Linked DNA regions of Mus musculus: region 2 is linked to region 1. The links are chromatin contacts, called in public HiCAR-type maps. All regions are on one chromosome and are shown on one strand. The core of a region is the stretch at or near the end of the contact, and the rest is flanking DNA. Distances in the headings are between cores, read along the strand shown.

The links. HiCAR-type assays count read pairs that join an accessible place to other places.
Region 2: a HiCAR-type map of astrocytes shows a contact between it and region 1, with 6 times the contacts expected there. The contact joins the promoter of Prex1 here to the promoter of Ywhab in region 1. A contact is called at or near these places in 1 of 39 promoter capture datasets (liver) and 1 of 115 datasets of contacts at active chromatin or transcription factors (astrocytes).

Annotation. Positions count from the first base shown.
Region 1 is chr2:163,993,686-163,996,781 of GRCm38.p6, reverse strand. It overlaps Ywhab (tyrosine 3-monooxygenase/tryptophan 5-monooxygenase activation protein, beta polypeptide), which reads right to left and starts at 1,585. Exons shown (of 6, transcript NM_018753.6): 1 at 1,417-1,585.
Region 2 is chr2:166,712,241-166,715,336 of GRCm38.p6, reverse strand. It overlaps Prex1 (phosphatidylinositol-3,4,5-trisphosphate-dependent Rac exchange factor 1), which reads left to right and starts at 1,505. Exons shown (of 40, transcript NM_177782.3): 1 at 1,505-1,822. The coding sequence starts at 1,619. It overlaps Gm46777 (a long non-coding RNA gene), which reads right to left and starts at 1,508. Exons shown (of 3, transcript XR_001783555.2): 1 at 1-1,508.

The DNA.
Region 1 (3,096 bases), core at 336-2,835:
CCAGCCTTTCATTTCTAAGGTCATGCTTAAAATTCTAACTTGGGTGGGGATGAAAAAAACAAACAAACAAACAAAACAAACAAACAAACAAACCAGTATCTGCCGGCTATATAATGCTAAGGACATAGATCTTAAAATAAAATAAAAAAATTTTAAAAAGACTCGGGCAACCCAAAGAAATGGATTGCACTGGAGGCAGTCAAGAGAAATCCACCAAGATCCCAGTAATATTCGTATAAATTTCCAGCAGCTAGATGTGAGATGCTGAGTAAGCACGTGTTCAGTCCCATAAACTGTGTGTCTGTATGGTTTCACAGGAACACCTGAGATACAGTGAGAAATGTAATTTTCATATTCTCTTAAGCGCTACACCTTTCTGCACCGGCTCCCGGGATTTTAGAGATTTGTAACATCTTGCCAGATTCCACCTCCCACACCAGGCAAGTAAAATCAAGAGTCCAGTGCTATCTAGTCTCACCAGAGAAAATGTACTGAAGGCAAGGACATGAGCCATGCATTTTTACAGAGGTTGGCAAATTCTCACCAACGCTGCCACCTTTGGAATCCTCGATGCACGCATGTTCTCCATTTGCAACAGACCCAGATGCGCTCATCTTGCAAAAAAGGGTCCACATCTTGCCTACTCCTTCCTCAAACACTGAGGTTACTAGACAAATTTCAAACAATATATAACATATACACACACACACACACACACACATATATATATATATATGCCACAAAAAAGTGTATGGATGAATTTGGGGCATGGACACACGAGATTCTGGCAGTAAAAGACGACAAATATCAAGAGAAAAGACTCAATTCTCAGCCTGATCTTCCCCCACCCCATTGGGAATCCGGTTTGAGTCAGTGAAAGGTTCAGATAAATCCATTTCTTAATTCAAACCTCAACCCTGCTGTCAGGGAATCTCGGGTCCAGCTGGGTTTCCCACACCAGCGATGATGAAACAGCTTTACTGCAAAGTGGGAGAGGGATTCGCCCCAGCTGTCGCCAAGGTTAAACCCTTACTCATCCAGGGGAGTGCGGCAGGGGCGTCGCGGCTCGGGAACTCGCCCGCCTTCGACTAACATTTCAATTTTTGAAAGCCACAAAGAATGAGAGAGGTTGACAGGCCCAGAAGGATGGCTCGGGGCCCGAAGGGAGCAGGCAGGGGCGGCGCCGAGCAGAGATGGTGCCGGAGGGGGGGAGCCTGCGGCCCAGCGGTCCCCAGCCGCGCAGGCCTGGCCGCACCCCGTACGGCGCGCCGAGAGAGAAGCCCGGGCTTCCCGCGGAGGCGCAGGCCTGGCCGGAAGCGGGGAGGGGCGGCAGTAAGCCTGGCGGCGACAGTGAGCCTGGCCGCAGCCCGACAAGGGGCTTTGGGCTGGGGCCCCTGGGAGCCACGCCGCACTCACCGCGGAGGACTGGAGGGAGCAAAGGCGCTTCCGGGAAGATCAGAGGGCAGCGACTGCGTCCTTCCCGGGCTCACTCCTCAGGCGGGGCTGGCGGCAGCGGCGGTGGCAGCGACCGTAGGGGCAGTGGCGGCGGTGGCGGCGGCGGCTACCCGGCTCCGGAATCGGCGGCGGCGGTGGCGGCGGCGGCAGCTGCACTTCCGCTCTGGCCACCACTTCCGCTCTAGCCCAAGTCCCGCCCCACCCTGAGTCGATTCCTCATTGGGTGAATGAGGCACGGGGTTGCTCCGTCCTCCTGAAAAGGGCGGTGATAGCCAGGAGGAGGGGATGTCAGGGAGGACCAAGAGGGAGCGGTCGTGGGAGGACGCAGAGCCTGGGTGGGAGCGAGGAGGGGGCGGACGCAGGGAAAGGAAGTGGGGCGGGGGAGCAGGAAAAGGAGGAAGAAGAGAGGGCGGGGCCGAGGTGGCCGCCCCAGGGCTGGGATGTGTGAGAACAGGGCGGGCTCCGGGAGGGCAGGGTTCGGAAGCTTGGAGCGGTCTTGGTTGAGCCTAGGATCGTCTGTTCCTACCCAACCCTGAAAATAATTCTCACGGGGTCGGAGAGCCTAGCAGTGCTTTTAGCTGTGCGTTAAGGGAATGCTTGTAACTAAAGGAGAACAGACAGCCCTCCATTTTCAGTTAGTTCACCTTTCAGTCCTAAAAGGTACTTACTGTTCTTTTCCTAGACCAAGGACGCTTCATGAAGTACCAGGAACAGAACATTTCCAAGGTCTTAATAAAAACAGAAAAACAAAACAAAAAAACCAGTGTACATCAGTTCTTCGTTGAGATTCCCTGGTCCCCAAGTATCCTTCAAAGGGAAATCGTCAGAGACAGAACCCTGGGATCCCCAAACGGCTTTCAGTGTTACCTAAATTTTATTACTACTTCACTCAAGCCTGTTGACCCTTAAGTCTAGCCCTTCAAAATACCTCCACCACCACGCCTTCGTTCATTTCCCACAAATTCCGTGTGGCAATTTTCAGAGTGCTGGGGAGTACAGCAAGACTTGCGTCTTGAAGCTTACAGTTTTTAGAGAAAGAACAAAGTAATAGGCCTTTGTCATTTCTCCTTTTACCCTCACTTAGCTTAATGACAGACTTCAAATTCACCGCTTGACTCTCCAGCCCTGCCCCCATCAAGTACCAAATGATCTTTTCAATGTCATTCTGTGTCCGCTGCTTTGAAACCCATCGCTGATGGCTCCGACTTAATAGTTCCCTGGGCGAGACAATCAGAGCTCTGTCCTTACCCATTATCAGCACCCCAGTTCATTTATATAACTCCCCATCCTCCCAATGTACTGTTCCAGAATGAATAAACACTTTGAGTTAGCTGCTGTCTTAGCTAGGGTTTCTATTGCTGTGATGCTGGGGAGGAAAGGGTTTATTTGACTTACACGGCCAAATTATTCATTACCAAAGAAGTCAGGACAAGAACTCAAACAGGGCAGGAACCTGGAGGTAGGAACGGATGCAGAGGCCATGGAGGAGAGATGCTGCCTTGCTCAGCCTGCTTTCTTATAGAACTCAGAACCATACAAATCAGATTTCTATGGACAGAAAACTGCTGTCTACATTTCTATATGGTAGCTGGGACTATGGAGTGGCTGTCTACTTCAGATTGGGTGTGTATACACAGACTT
Region 2 (3,096 bases), core at 256-2,755, 2.7 Mb before region 1:
TGGCTCGTGACTGCTACCAGCTAGCGAGTAATGATTTCAAGACAGGGCCCACTGAAACCCAAAAAGGTGCTGGATCTAAGGACAGAAGCAGTGTTATGTCTGGAAAGCTCAGAAACAAGAAGATAATGATTCTTTGGAAACACTCACTCCATGACCAATACCTGATGGGCTCACCCTTTTACATCCATTTACCTAGGATACCTTGCCCACATCAAATGTCACGGTGCCCTAGGCCCCAAAGGAACAGGGCCAGGGGTAGCAGGAGCTACCACAGTCTCTCCTCTATCCTTGTGCAAAAGACTGTTTTACTTCAAGGCCCCAGAGAACTATTCTAGGCATCTTGAAGGGAAGTAAATAGAGGACAGTGCTCCTGCCCCAGAAATGATGACACTCCACAGAGGCTATTTTGTGAAACAGGGACTGACTCCATAGGAGATAATAGATCTGAGGCGGGGCAGGTAGGGATTGAACAAGCAGTTCAGAGGCCCGGTCAAGAGGGCAGTTGACAAAGGCAGGAATAATTAAGAACGAAGATAAGACTTTCTAGGGTGTTAAAATCACTTTCCAGGGACTATGGCTCAGCCGTATGCTGGTCCCTAAGAGTTAGGTGTTACTGTTCTTCCCCTTGTACTGTGAGGCAAACGGAGGAGCTTTAGGTGGGATGGGGGTGCTGACCAAGGTCATCAATGAGGGGCTGAACCCCAGAGGCTGACTCGGGTCCCAATGCCTCTCGAGGGTAAAGGGGGGTTAGCACGTTAACTGAACGTTTGAAAGATCAAGGTCACACAGAACAGCCTGTCGGCTGGCAGCAAAATTCCCATTTTGGCTTTATCTCTGGTGGGTACGAGGGCGGCTTCCTGCAACGGTCTCGTCCAAGTGGGCACCTTTGCTTAGGGATGGGGAGCGCTGGGACAGTAGGCGCAGAGCTCCGACGGAAAGAGAAACAGAAGTAAGGACAAAGATGCAGCTAGAGTTCTTCCAAGGTCACCGTAAGCCGAGGGCATGAGCGGCCGTGTTGGTGGGGGCGTCGAGCTGCTCTTCCGGGCGTCAGGAGATGCGCGTGGTGGTCGCTGATCCGGCTCCAGCAGATCACCCACGGGGCACTCCTTACGGGTGGATGGCGCGAGCTGCTCTTGCAGAACTGCTGAATGGGTCTTGGCCTACAGACTCAGCAGAACCACGACCTGACTGGGGTCTGGGGCGACGCATTTCCAGCCCCAAACTCTGACTGTGCGGCGCGCGCACGAACCGGCTCTTGGCCGACGCTCCCTGGAAGCCGGGAGGGGGCTCCGCCCAATCCCCGCCCAATCCCACCAGACTCCGCCCCAGCTCAGTCCATTCTCCATTAGTCCCCGCCCAGTTTCCGCATGAGGTGCCGCCCCACCCCGTCCATTTTCTACAAAGATCCCCGCCCACTAGCAGATTGACCCCGCCTCCTTCCCCGCCCATCGCTCAGCCCTCTCTACCAAGGCCCCGCCCATACACCATGACCCCGCCCAGGTCCCGCCCCCGCTCCGCCTGCCCCGGGCCCGCTGAGCGGCGCCTGTCCGGGATGCGGAGCCCGGACGCCTAAGCCGCGGCGCGACCTCGGCGCGGGAAGTTCGGGCGCCGCGCGGCTATGGAGGCACCCGGCAGCGGTGGTGGTGACGGCGGCGGGGACCCAGGCGGGGACGGTGCGCATCCCGATGCTCGCGGCCCCGTCTCCGGGCCGTGCGCGGCCGCCCGCGACTCGGAGCGCCAGCTGCGCCTCCGTCTGTGCGTACTCAACGAGATCCTGGGCACCGAGCGCGACTACGTGGGCACCTTGCGTTTCCTGCAGTCGGTGAGCTCCCGCCACCTGTGGCCGGCCGGCCCGCGTTGCGCTTTTGTCTGTGGCTCCCCGCCTTGTGCATAGTTTGAAATGGTTACATCCGCGCGGCCGCTGCCCGGGGCCGCCCCGCTGGGGGGCCAGTGTAGGGAGAAGCCCGGGTAGGGGCTCCTTAGCTGCACCGGGGACCCTGGGCTCCGTAGCCTTGCCCCAGCTCGAATTGCACAGTCAAAGCCTTAGACTGCAAAACAGCGTCCGAGTGCGTCTGTGTACCACGCACCTTACACTGGTATCAGCAGACTGTGCCGTTACCGGGCTCATCAGTAGGTTATATTTTCTGATCCTTAAGATCAGGGAAGAGTTCGGCTCCAGAGAGGTTGAGTCCCTTGCTCTGGATAGTTCTGCAGGCTACGTCGTAGGGTTGGATGCAGGGCGGTGACCCAGGGCAGCCCTGCGGGGGCTTTAAACTCCGGTACGTAGTTGCCCTGGTGTCTCTAGTGAGAATGAGGAAGGGGCCACTTCCCTACCCTCCTAGGAAGTGAGAAAACTGGAGGGGGTGGGAAGGGCTGGTCTTAGAGACCTGAGGGCTTTAATCTCCGTGCCTCCTGCTGGGGCCGCTTTAACTCCCTTCTTGGGTTGGAGGAAGTCTTAACCCTGCTTCAGGAAGGCGTGCGTTTGTGTGTGTGTGTGTGTGTGTTTCAAGAGACCCCCAATCACACTGGAGTTCTCTCCATCTGGGAAAAAGAAACACTCAATGGCTTAAGGATGCAGGGGAGTCTGTGTGAGGTCGGGGGGGGGGGTTCCCACTGAGGGAGGAGGGAGTACGAAGTTGGGGGGGGGGAAGACGCTGTGTGGAGGCATTGAAAGCCCTTTGGCCCAAGGATCCTTCTGGAAAGGCCTGTGAGAATAAGACAGGGTTGGCTTTCTTTCCCATCTCTTCCTCTCTCACAGTTGAGAAGGGGGTGGGGGAGAGAGAGAGAGAGAGAGAGAGAGAGAGAGAGAGAGAGAGAGAGAGAGAGAATCGGGTAGGGCTTGAAGCTGGCAGTTTCTAAATGAAAGAGGCAGCCACTCTGGCATTGCTGAGCAATGACAGATTCTAGGGAACTCCTCACTTCCCCCTCGCAGTGACTGAGCTGCTCAGCCTTAAAAAGAAACAGGAAATCTAAACTAGTTTTTATATTAATGGGGGAAAAAAAACAAAACCCACTCCCCCATGTGTGCCCCTGGCTGTTGTGCTAGGTTGACTGCGGTTTTAAATCGTCCCTACGGAGACGGGGCCGCTAGGATAA